2 separate regions of the Gossypium arboreum genome follow, and region 1 is linked to region 2. The links are chromatin contacts, called in public Hi-C maps. All regions are on one chromosome and are shown on one strand. Each heading gives the region's core, a stretch centred on a gene start, on an enhancer-like site or on the middle of the called end of the contact. The rest is flanking DNA. Distances are from core to core; before and after follow the strand shown.

Region 1 (6,675 bases), core at 587-3,086, 530 kb after region 2:
CTTACCACGTCCTCTCCTACACCAAAATAATCACAGAAAATAATTAGATCACATGATTACACCAATGCCTTCAAAAAGAAAACACCCACATTATAGGAAAACGAAACCCAACAGACGTAACCTTTCTTACCTTAACCGAGTGAGGAGCACCGAGGTTCCAAAAGAAATGACAAGAGTTAAAGAATGATGATAGAATTGAAAAACAAAAGGGAATAGAATTGTAGAGAACGAAAAATGAACGTCATGAAAAAGATGAAGAGATTTTGGAGAAAAAAATAAAAATAAAATAAAATAAGCAGATATGACCACAAGTCCCCAGATTTTCTTCCACTACCCCACTAACTTAACCTTCTCAGACTTTCAGTTCCACCAAAACTCTATCACATAACTGAGCAAAAATATCATCCTCGTTCGCACAAGGATTCAAACACAGGACCTCCAACACACCAACTCCCTTACCACTCGAACCAGCAAACTTATTTTGATATGGATTAACAAACAATGTAATATAAACCCACTTAACAAGGGTAAGGCTAGAATTAGAAAAATAACAAAAATTTCCAAGGTGAAAATTGAACTCAAGACCTCTCACACAAACCCAGAACACTTAACCACTGAAATAGATACATAGTTGTGTCAAATATTTACATAAACAGGGATAAATTAATCAGGGCGTTACATTAAGTGTAGGAATCACTAGAGTGGAAATAATTTGATCCCGAACTTGAGCCAAATAAGCTCTAAGTTCAATAAAGGCTAACACTATAAAAAACTTGTCCCATTATTATACTGATCAGAAACTTTTCAGAGATAAGCATGAGACAATTAAATTCATTTTTCGAGGTCTCCACTTGTCCCAAATAACTAACCATATCCTGTTGATTTTGCTATAGATGAACCAGATCTGTCTCCACTTTGTATATACGTTGAACACCATTAGTATATAACCTTTTAGCCTTATTCCACACTTTATAATAGGTTTATACGACTAAAATAAAGTGAACAATTTCAACTCGAGAGAATGCCATAATAAACTGCATAATTGTACATCAATCTTAATCCACGCCTCTTTATCTTTCTCATCAATATTTTAGGCCTCTATCTCTAGATGATCTTTATACCCTTGGTCTATAAACCATAATTCAACCAATGTGACCCAAGAAATATAATTATCATTTCCTTGAAGTTTGATAGTAGTAATGGCTAGAATTGAAGAAAAGATTGATTTCATAGAACTTGAAGGATCTATAGTAGAAAACGAAGAGAGAAAAATCAAACATTAACGAAAATGAGCAATGATAGCACCAGTGAAGTTGGCCAAGGCCGGGTGACACTCCAAAAAGACTCGCAGCAACAAATGGTAGTTGGATGAGGCCCTACACACTCTTACATGTCGGCGTGTGGGAGAGAAGCAAAAAAGGTGTAGTGGCATGTATGGCTCACACGTGTAGATTCTAGTGATAGGGTCTTGATTGAAGGGTTGGCTAAGACTAGGTATTTTAATGGTAGCAGCGATGAGATTTAAGTGATTTTAATACTATGTTAATTTGAGAAAGAAAGAGAAAACAAGAAAAGAAAATAAGAGAGTAACTACTATTGTGAAAGTAAAAAAAAAAGAGAAAAAATCATATTGTATTTTTCATCATTTACCCTCAAACCTAGAAAAATATATATATAAATGAAATTATACAAGAAAAATAATCTCTTAATTTCCTAAATTTCAACTTATTATAATTCTTAATAATATCTAAAATTTTTATCAATTTTAGTAATATATTTATTACATATATTTTCCATAACATATGACACGAATCTAATATAGTATTAATACATCGAAATTAACTCGTAAAATAATACTTCCTTGACCAATACGACTACTATGTTTAACAGGAATCCTAACTCCCTCAAATTTCATTTTCTAGAAATTGAAATGTCTTAAACCCTAATTTTTAAATATATAGAGAGAGAGAAATTTAAAAAGAACACTGCTTTTTCTATTTTCCTCTTCTTTTTTTTGTCTTCTACATGCTTGCTCGCTCACTCAGTGACTCACTTTCTTCTTCTCTGCTTCAACTTCCATAAAAACTGAAATAATAAAATAAAAACAGCTGAAATTTCTAGATTTTGTTCTGTTTTCTCTATGCCATGAAGAACTTCTCTTCATCCTCCAACCACCGTCACCCGCCGCCGCCGGGTGGCCATAAACCGTACCCCCACCGCCAGCACCAACAATCTAGCTACCAAAACAATTTCCGTTGTGTACCCAATTTTCAGGCTGTCAACAAAAAATACTACCGCCGCCGTTTTCCGCCGCCAGCATCCACCACCGATGGTTCCGTCAACTCCAACGCCCTTCACTGCCCAAACTTCATAATTCAACTCGTCCATGACTTCTCCTCCTCTCCTTCCAAACCGGACGACCTCCAAACTCTTATTTCCCAACTCGACCCATCCCCCCAAAACTCTCACATTTACACCACTGGTAAAATCGCCGCTTCCCTAATTTTCCAAGAATGGAGCAAAACCCTCTCTTCAATTATCCATTTATGGCGTTCCCGCCTTGATGGGTCCATCCATTATACTCCCAAGCTTATTTCCAACGTCATCGTGCCTTCTGACACGGTGGAGCTCAATCAAAACCTTAAAACCCTTTTCTCGAGCCATATAACGGGATTGATGGAAGGGGCACTGGTTAGGAAGTGGCAGGAAAAAATCAATGAAAAATCCGATGAGATCGCTGACTTGGTTGGACAAATGGGTAAGAGGAAATATTCGCTGGGAATGTTTTATGAGTTGGATGACAAGAAGAAAGCTTTAAAGGCGGAAAGGTCTACGATTTCGAAGCGGTTGAAGGAGTTTAAGGGAGGGATGAGCAGCTTGTTGAGGTGCTTGGAAACTTGGGAAATTGGGAATGAGGAAGGGGATGAAGGTGTGAAGGTTTACAGGGTTGAAGGAGAGCTTGATTGGAAGCTAATCCATCAACTGATTTTGAGGGAATGTAGAAGGTTGGAAGATGGTTTGCCTATTTATGCTTATAGGCAAGAAATTCTTACTAGAATACATGGTCAACAGGTAATCATTTATTTCTCCTCCATTTTTCTGTTTTGGTAGATAGGTTTGGATTATCATCATATATATTGTAAAACCTTAGTGATGCAATTTAAGAATGTGAAAGCTGGTTTGGAGATAAAAAGTCCATCATCATATATGCACGAGATGTGTTCTTTCAAAGGATTATCACCTTATAATTTGACAGTGTAATTAGAGTTCAAAGACTTGAAAAAGCATGTGAAACTCAACAAACGATTATTTTCTTAACATTGTCTGTATATTATTTTGTGTTCATTTATGTCATGTGTTAATTAATTGAAAATAGAGAAGGTTATACCTAAAGATGTTAACTTATGATTCAGCGTTGACTTCCATATTTATAGTTAGATGAACATGTAACACTATAAATTCTCTTCTGGACTTTTAAGATTTCTGCTACCGTATTGGATAATATCCTTGTGTTTAGTGAAATTAGTGAGGAATTCAATACTAATTAGATGACATATAGGATAGTCTATGGACAGTTGCACGAGCAGGCAGTTCAAGTGCTGGGATTAGGATTTGAGATGGTATTTAGAGCTAGGAAGTGGATACAAAAATATTGAGATATCATAAAGGTTGAAAACACTGGGTAAGAGCCACTAATGAGCCAGTAGGAATCAGCAGCTAAATTGGCAGTGAGGCTTAACAAATTCATGGTGTCATCAATCTCTCACGTGCACACACACACAAAAAGAGTCATTTAACTTCCCATGCGGTAGTAGAAAATAACTGCAAGATTTTTAGGATATTCTCTTTGCTCATTTGTATTCATTTTTTCCCTATCTTTCTTGGTGCTTAATTCTAATTATAATGTAGTTTAAGTGCAACAAAGTGTAAAACCTTTGTAAGTAAGTTTATATTCTTGCCATGTGAAATTCAACATAGGGTTATTTTCTTTACATTGACTGTATATTTTGACCATTCTCTGGAACTTTTAAATTTCTGCTACTGTTTGGATTCTAAACTTGTATTTGATGAAATTATTTAGGAACTCAATACTAATTACATGACACATAGGGTAGTTTCCAGAGAATTGCATGAGCTTCGGTTCAATTGCTGGAATTAGGATTTCGGATGGTATTTGGAGATGGAAAATGGATGCAAAATATTTAAATACTAAGAAGGTTGAAAACTTATCATAGGATGAAATGAGCAAGTAGGAAGCAGCCGCTAAAATTGCGGCCACATTTAAAAAATCCTAGGTGTTATAAAAAAAAGATTCATTTATCTCCCCATGCAATATGAGATAATAACTGCCAGATTTTTAGGATATTCTCATTAGATTTCTATTTATTTTGTTCCTATGTTTTTTTGTTGTTTATATCTTATTATAATGTAGATATTTTCCTTTGATTTTCTCGAACAACTATTCAATGCCCAGGTAATGGTGTTGATTGGAGAGACTGGTTCAGGAAAGAGCACCCAGCTGGTTCAGTTTCTTTCTGATTCAGGAATTGCTGCAAATGAGTCAATTGTATGTACTCAGCCACGAAAGATTGCTGCCATCTCATTAGCAAAAAGAGTTAGAGAAGAAAGCATTGGGTGCTACAGTGATAACTCAGTCATTTGTTATCCAACATTTTCATCCTCTCAGCAGTTTGATTCAAAGGTGATATATATGACTGACCACTGTTTACTGCAGCATTATATGAAGGATAAGAATTTGTCCGGCATTTCTTGCATCATCGTTGATGAGGCCCATGAAAGAAGTTTGAACACTGATCTTCTTTTGGCATTGGTTAAAGATTTACTTGGCCGAAGATTTGATTTAAGGCTTGTAATAATGTCTGCAACAGCTAATGCCAATCAACTGTCAGACTACTTTTTTGGGTGTGGAATCTTTCATTTGGAGGGTAGAAACTTTCCTGTTGATATTAAGTATGTTCCTTGTGCAACTGAGGGAACTTCTGGTTCTGGTATGGTTGCGACATACGTTTCTGATGTCTTGAGGATGGCTGCTGAGATTCACAAAACAGAGAAAGAAGGGAATATTCTCGCCTTTTTGACTTCCCAGATGGAAGTAGAATGGGCTTGCGATCATTTTGAAGCTCCAAATGCCATTGTTTTACCATTGCATGGAAAGCTATCCTTTGAAGAGCAGTGTCATGTTTTCCAGAACTACCCTGGGAAGAGAAAAATTGTTTTTGCAACAAATATTGCAGAGACATCACTTACAATTCCTGGGGTCAAGTATGTGATTGATTCTGGTATGGTCAAGGAGAGTAAATTTGAACCCGGCACTGGGATGAATGTTCTAGAAGTGTGCTGGATCAGCCAGAGTTCTGCTAATCAACGGGCTGGTCGTGCTGGGAGGACTGAACCAGGAAGATGCTACAGACTATACACAGAAAATGATTTTGAGTTGATGACTTCTAATCAGGAGCCTGAGATTCGTAGAGTTCATCTTGGTATTGCAGTTTTGAGGATCCTTGCTTTGGGAATCAAGAATATTCAGACTTTTGATTTTGTTGATGCACCTAGTTCTAAAGCCATTGATTCAGCAACTAGGAATCTTATTCAGTTGGGAGCCATTGTGGAAAAGAATGGTGTTTTTGAATTAACTGATGAAGGACAGTACTTGGTAAAATTGGGGATTGAGCCTCGTCTTGGTAAATTGATTATCAGTTGCTTTCATTGTGGCCTGCGTAGGGAAGGCCTTGTTCTTGCTGCTGTTATGGCAAATGCCAGTAGCATATTTTGCAGGGTGGGAAATGATGATGATAAAGTCAAAGCTGATTGTCTTAAGGTGCAATTTTGCCACCAAAATGGTGATCTCTTTACTCTGCTCTCTGTGTACAAGGAATGGGAAGCTCTCCCTTTTGACAGGAAAAATAAATGGTGCTGGGAAAACAGCATAAATGCTAAATCAATGCGCAGATGCCAAGATACCGTAACTGAATTAGAAATTTGCCTAAAAAAGGAACTTGCTGTTATTATTCCAAGTTACTTAATATGGGATCCTCATAAGTCTACTGAGCGTGATAAAACATTAAAGGCGATTATACTTTCCTCCCTGGCTGAAAATGTAGCCATGTATTGTGGACATGATCAACTTGGTTATGAAGTGGCATTAACCGGACAATATGTTCAGCTGCATCCTTCATGTTCGTTGCTGATATTTGGTCAGAAGCCAAGTTGGGTTGTTTTCAGTGAACTCTTATCTGTAACTAAGCAGTATTTGGTCTGTGTAACCACTTTCGATTATGAATCTTTGGCCACTCTGGACCCACCTCCCTTGTTTGATGCCTCTCAGATGGAAAGCCGGAAGTTGCAAGTGAAGGCATTGACTGGATTTGGTAGTACTCTATTAAAAAAATTCTGTGGGAAATCCAATCATAATATTCGATCTCTTTCATCACGGATTAAGACTATTTGTAAGGATGAACGGATTGGAGTTGAAGTTAATGTTGACCAGAATGAGATTTTGCTGTTTGCCTCATCAGTGGACATGCAGAAGGTTCTGGATTTTGTAACTGATGTGCTGGAATGTGAAAAGAAATGGTTGCACAATGAATGTATGGAGAAACCTTTGTTTCATGGGCGGAGTGCCTCACCATCTATGGCACTTTTTGGAGCAGGAGC
Region 2 (7,314 bases), core at 3,537-6,036:
AATATGACGCCTATAAAAGGAAATTATTGTCTCAGTTCTTTACATCAGTTAAAAAAGGAGAAAGGTGCTACAATTTCATAGGTAGAACGGTAGAGCATCAAACATAAAATCCCTATTTAAAGGAAACACAAATACTCAATTCCTCATTGCATAAAATCAATTTTATTTCTGTCAAAATAACTTAAGAGGAAAACCATCTAAAACAAAAGATCCTTTCAAACAAATCAGCATGCCAAGATCAAAGCATTCAGTCATGCAGGACCTTCAAATTCACTTGAAAAGCGAATACTGCTAAGATTTCAAACTTTTCAATACTACAAGACACACAGAACATAGATTTTTAGGTTAAGATGTAACTACCTGATTGCACTTCCTTAGAAAGTTAAAACAACTATAATGTAAAACAGTTAGCTGACAGAGCTATCATGTCTCAGGCACACAAAAACATTTAGAACAACAAACGCTAAAGTTGCATAACAGAGCCTTGAGATCCACCTAAGACAATTTCATGTATCTGACAAAGCCCGGAGGTATTAACTGAAAATTTTGTGATGCATGATCTCCAGCCAAATATTACCAGCCCAAAGAAAAACCCTATTGGTAATAGCCAACACTCGGACATTTAATAATCAATGAAACTTCAGAGTCTCAGAACATCAGTATATAAAATTTAACAAGATATTATTACAACTTCTTGGCAACAACCATAGGTAAAGTTCAAGATCTATTAATGGGGAAAACAACACTAACAATGAATTAGGGGGATCTTGAGGGGCTTGATCAGAGTTAAAAAGCCTCCAGTTTTCGGTTTATCAGTTTATTTCCATATAAGAACAGTGTAATAATTTTTATTTTTTTTAACAAAAGGAAATCCTGCATTACTACTTTTTTTTAATAATATACAAGTTCAAACAAATTTTCTAGTTGAATTATTTTCCTCCCATTACCAATTGTGGAAGTAAACAATGCTGACTCTCTTAAGAGTACAAGAACCTTAGGCAGCCTACATGTACCTAATAAATGCTAGAAATTTTCCTGTTTGATACCATTTGTACCTTGAGGCTTGACACTGCATTATTTTAATATTGCCATGGAAGCTAATGCATCTCCAACAAAATCAAATCATAGCCCAAACCATTATAATATCTGAAGTTGAAATATTAACAAACTATAAAATAATGAAAAATAAATAAGCCTGGTGCACTATTTTGAGGAACATATGATCTAATGAACTCTCACCTGCTTAAAGTTTGGTGCAAGGCCTATGTGATAAAGTAATAGCAGAGCATCCAGAAGTTCTTCCTCTCTTAGAGTTGTTGAAGCCAAATCACTATCTCTCGGTACTGTCCTCATATGCTGGACCGGACGATAACCAAACTCAGATTCTGACTGATCACTGGAGCTAGGTTTATCTGAGATCTCCTCATTCAAACTTCCTGTACTACATTCTGCAGCAACCTGAGCAGATCTTTCAGGAATAGCACTGCAGTGGTGACTGGAACTTTTGGTTGTAGTTCTTATCGGATATTTTGAGCACTTTGTAAACTCCATGTCATAGCATGAGCAACAGCATGGTTTTTGTTTGGTTAAATGAGTTACTCTTGTTTCTTCATCATCCATACAGCCTTCCTCCCACCGAATAACTTCAGCTTCCAGATCATGCATAGGATGTGATTTTGATAGGTGAGAGAATGATCCTCCAAGCCTAGAAAGTTCAGCTCGATGTGGATCATTCTTAAGAAACAAACCTATAGGGAAACTTTGGCAGCCACCTCTATGAAGAAAACCAATGTCATGACCACTGGAATCGCAGCTCTTTAACCACCCACAAATATTCCCCATTCCGAACCCTTCTGATAGAAAATGGAGAATAACAGTGTATAAAGAAACAAGAACAGAGTTACTTAAAATCCCTGGAGGTGGCATATTGCGATCAGCTCCTCTATACTTCAATAAAAGGTTCTGCACAAATGTCCTGAACACGGAACCAGGAAACTGGGGAGGCGATAAAGGAGGTATGAACTGTATGACTAAAAGACACAGGTCCCTATGCTTTTCCTCGATCTGGAAAAAGGAGAAAAGAAAAGAAAACTATAGATTAAGAGAAAGCATTTATGGATTTATAACTGTTAGTTGAACAGTTAAAAATACAATTGAAGCTGTTGCCTAGCAGAGGACTGCTGTATTACCCTTAAGAGGCAATTCAACTCCGATATGAAGTCTTTACACAAGCAGATATGCATTTACAATTTTGTATGGAAGGTCAGCAAATGCATTTTTCATCTGGTTAAAGCCCCCAAAACATGTAATGTTATCATTAACATGATCAACCAAATGTGTGAAAACATACATCTTTGGGATCATTAAGACATAAGGTCACATGATAAACATAACTCAACATTGAATACCATAAGTTTTTAAGCATGAAAGTCATCTTAATATCAAAGGACACAGGAGAATAACCAAGGACACTTGTTTCTTAGTAAGATAAGTATTGCACAAAGGAGAAAACCATTCAGTTTTAAGTGACAGGGACAAACCTTACTAACTGCGTCTGATAGAGCTGTAGTTGCCAATAACATGCTACTTTCAGTGGACACATCCTCACAAGAACCAGGCCACCAAACAGAAGGAATCATACACTGAAGGTCCTGCCTGTTTGGACTCTTCCGTGAAAGAAAGCCTTCAAATAAGAAACCAAAATCTGATGACTTCCACCACAACACCATCAATTGCTCCCGTCTTAATAAATGGCATACCAATGCAAGATAAGAATATGATCCTGAATATGGGCATTCTGTCAGAACCAATGACGCTGTCTTGCAAGCACATGAAAGAGCATTTATAATGTGCTCGAACATAACATGTGACCCTTGGAATTCTAGAAAGACATCGAGTACTCTATCCAAACTCAACCAATCATGTGGTGCCCGTACTCCAAATAACCCCATAAAGAACAACAAGAGGGGGCCCCACCCAATGTACTCGGCACCTTGACAATCTGCTTCAACTACAGAGAAAAATTCTTCAGATATCCCATGAGAAACTGGATAAAATAGTTCTTCAAGTGATACAAACCTCTTCAGTCTCCTTAATCTTTCAACTGAAGAATGCTCAGCTCGCTCCACAGATTGCATATCCAATAACCTGGATAGGCAGTCCAGCAATTGCTTCACAAAAGAGCTAGAAGAGGGAGGTGCTTGAAGAGGATGGTAGCCATCAATAGGGTATTTAAAGGGGCGGGCACCAAAATTCAATTCACACCGTTCACCCTGAGAAAGAGAAACTGCAGGATGGTATCCAAATCCAGGTCCCATTTTCCGAATGCCAGAGAATGCCACACCAAGAGAAACACCATTCCTATAGAATGAAATCTCATCATGAGCCAAGTCTATACAGCATCCAATGACATCACCTGCCACCCATGGCTGACCATATGGCTCTGCTTCCTTGTTCCATTTTCGAACTCTTCTGCCATCAAATGCATATGAATCATCAGCATCACCTACACCTTTATGGTCAGTGAATGGACAGGAAATAGTAGCCCATCCGAGTTGTTGTATACCAGAAGTCTCCAAAATTACTTCATACATCCATTTCCCTTTCCAAACATAGGCATTAGCCCTGGCACTACTGAACACCGCTAAGCTCTCTAAAAGCAACGGTGGCTTAACAATTCCAATTTCACCACAAATACTGAATTTTTCAAGACCAATGACACCAGGTCCAGAGCCATTATCTGAAATACAAACCCCATCCCTGTTACTAACCAGAGAATCAGAATCCGAATACAAGTAGTTCTTTATGATTGAACGAACTAGACTGCTGTCAACAGGACCATTCAATGGACCAAGTGATTTATTGGGAAGACCAAATACATATTCAAGAGCTCGCTCCACAGACTGCTGACCAAATTCATCAGAATATGATACAAGGCGCGGTTTCGATGGATTTTCCTTCCCATCCCCACTATTCAATATAACAGCCAAACCAGAAGAAAGCCCACCAATCCGGAGGCTATCTTCTGCCATTCCCAATAACAGAAACTTATACGTCAAATTTAGCTCAACATCCGAAACCCTTGCCCAGCCTATATTCGATTATATTCTTTAAACACGCATAAATTTCATGAGCCTTGTCACAATTTCCCACCCCAAGACTGCAAAATTTGTAACTCAATTTCAATCAAATGCATATATAACCCCAAAAAAACTATCAGAGAATGATATCTTCTATTGACGAAATTAACAAGAAGAACACAAATGAAACCGAAACTAGATTAAGCTCACACAATTCTAAAAAAAACATATATTCCCAATTCCTAAAATAATGAAACCGAAACTAGATTAAGCTCACACAATCCTAAAAAAAAAAACAGACATTCCCAATTCCTAAAATTCTCTTTTCCCTTCTGTCTTTTCTCTCGAAATTGAACAAAATAGCATCCCCACAAATTGAAATTCGAAAAAATTGAAAAGCATAGGAACTTACATGCGCGCGTATTAAGTTTCAATCACCACTAGAAATTGCAAAGGCGGCTGTCACAAGCTAGGGTTTTTTCATGCCATTTAGAGATTGTAAAAGAAAAAAAGAAAATAAAAAGGAAGAAATATAATATAATTTGAATTTTTAGAGAGAGATAAAAGAGTGAAAATTAAACAGCGTTTATGTTTTTCTTTTCTTTTTTTTATTTTGCATTTTCCAATGAAAGGGAAGGAAGAAGAAACGGAAAGTGTGGACTTTTCATTTCCTTGGCCATGAGAATTTTAGTTTTATAAATATTAATTATTTATTTATATTATTATTTATTGCCCAAAGAGTTCGGAGAAAAGTGAAACGGGTCGAACCAGGGGGCTGCATCCATGAAAGCCTGAGTCGAGGCTGCCCATGGTTCGCGTGGCCGACACGTTGCATTATTATTAGCGGTTCCTGACGTGGCCGCATATGCTATCCTGCGCCCCCCTCTTTGAGTTGCTTCCTGTTTTATGTAATTCGGTCACCGGATTGGAGATAAACTTGCCTACAGTTACTCACACACACTGCCACATTCACTATTTTTTCTTCTCGTTAATTTTTGTTTTCATTTATAATTTAGAATATTTAAGATATCAAATTTTATTATTACCTATATCTATAGTTCTGGTTTTACTCGTTCGGTAATTATTTATAATAATTAATATTTTAATGATTCAATCATTAGATTTATTAATATAATTATATTTGTCATATATATATAAATTTTAACCAATCTGAATATCTCTATTATATTAATCTAATATATTTTATATATTAATATATCGTCAACAGATGATTTTTACATAAAATAAATAATTAGAAATTTTAAAGTTACATCAAATTCAATATGCATGTTTTACATGAATAAACAATAAAATATAACAATCAGATAATTAAAATATTAATCATATAAACAATTACGAAGTGTGTAAAATTACCTTAATTTTTACACTGCGTAAAAGGATCTATTTCCCATAATATATATAAGTACAAATTGAAAAAACTTCGAAGAATACTATTTATTTTTCATCGTATTACTAAATTAATTTTTAAAATAATTATAATTTAATTTAGATTTTAGTTTAAAATTGTTCTAATTTAAAATTAATAATATTTGATAGATTGCCATGACGTTTCTAGACTCCGGGATTAGAAGATTGAGTGTCGTATAAGAGTATAGTAAATTATTAAAAATAAACATTTTAAAAAAAAAGACATTAAAAATTTTTTTAACACTACTTGTGGAATTAAAAAAAAAAGTATATTGCTAGTAGGGATGGCAACAAGGTAAGGCGGGACAAATTTTGGCCTAACTCAATCCTAACCCAAAACTTGATTAATCTACCTCAACCTCAACTTGACCCCACTTTTAAAGGAAAAAATTACTCTGAACTTGAATTTAAAATTTAATAGAAGACTCGACTTCGCCTCACCCCAACGTGAATTTAATTTAATTGTTCTATTTGTTATTTTAGAGTAAATAGGATTGCGTTTTTTATTTTTTTTGAAACAAATAAGATTGATTTTTTTTTAAGTATAGACTTAAAACTTAGTATATCGATTTTTATTTATATATTTATTGAAAGAAAAACTCAATATATGTATACATATTAGGAGTATTTTTATAAATATCTGAGACGAACAAGACGTATTTACCTCAAACTTACTTTGACTAAACTATTTTTCTAATTTTATATGAATTAACTCACCCCAAATCTAAATTTTAAAAAAATCAAACCATAACAAATCAAGTCGAGTCAAAACCCATTGAATTTAAGTTTTTTTTCATCCTCATCTATCATGATACTAAATAGTAACTCATTTAAAAATATAGTAATTACTCAAAGATTTAGCATAATTATGATATGTTAAAGTAGAGGATCTGATTGTAAATAACTTTTTGAGGGAGTCCTTATCAATCGTTTAACAGGTAGCATATGATTAGTCCCCAGAGTAGGCAAAATCGAATTTGAACACACCAAGCAAGTAGAAGTAATTTAATAGTGAAAAAAAACATTGCACCGAGAAAACGCTACAGTAGAAGTGCGAAAGAGAAAAAAGGTAGGAAAGATGCGCACTTTAGAAAAGACAGAAAAAAGGGCGCTTTTATTCGACGCCATTCATAGTGACGAACTCCACACCATGGGCCTTGCACCGCTACACCAGTGTTTGTCCCCTTACAGGCTAATTTTTTTTTCCTTTTCTAATCTATTTAGTATTTTTGTTGTGTCGATATTATCGTTACTAATTTAATATAAAATTATTTAAAATTTTATTTTTAAAGTAAAAAATGTCATGTCAAATTTAGTGGTTAATATTTATATCTTGTATTAATTTGATTTTTATTTTTAATTAAATTTATTCTTCTATTTTTAAAAATAATTAAATTTGACCACTAACTTTTTTATAGAACTATTATATAAAATGTTACATTTTAAACATAATAATTTGTATAACAATTCACGTGTATTTTATTTTAATATTTTTAAATTTTTATGAATTTTTATAATTTTTTTAATTTATTTTCATTTATCTGATTTTTGCATGACATGTTGACATAAAAGTGTATGTGCCATGCTACATAAGTTGCCACATTGGTGTAATAACACAAAGAAAATTTATTTATTACGTATATAATACAATAGTTAGACATAAAATAAAAATATAATTAATATAAAATTAAACTTGAAATTAGAAATAAGAATAAAATTCATATAAAAAATAAGACATGTTCAAAATAAGCAAAAAAATTATTCTCCTTCCTAAAATAAAAGTCATGAGAGTGGTAAAATATCACAT

The links. A called contact is a pair of places that touch in the nucleus more often than the background predicts.
Region 1: a contact with region 2 is called in a Hi-C map of leaf, with 3 times the contacts expected there. The contact joins the promoter of LOC108489338 here to the promoter of LOC108488627 in region 2. A contact is called at or near these places in 2 of 5 Hi-C or Micro-C datasets (both in leaf).

Annotation. Positions count from the first base shown.
Region 1 is chr10:17,547,125-17,553,799 of ASM2569848v2, forward strand. It overlaps LOC108489338 (ATP-dependent RNA helicase DEAH11, chloroplastic-like), which reads left to right and starts at 1,837. Exons shown (of 3, transcript XM_017793811.2): 1 at 1,837-3,072; 2 at 4,475-6,675. The coding sequence starts at 2,146.
Region 2 is chr10:17,014,708-17,022,021 of ASM2569848v2, forward strand. LOC108488627 (E3 ubiquitin-protein ligase RKP) reads right to left here and starts at 4,787. Exons shown (of 11, transcript XM_017792916.2): 1 at 4,492-4,787; 2 at 2,541-4,159; 3 at 1,240-2,064; 4 at 1-10. The coding sequence starts at 4,031.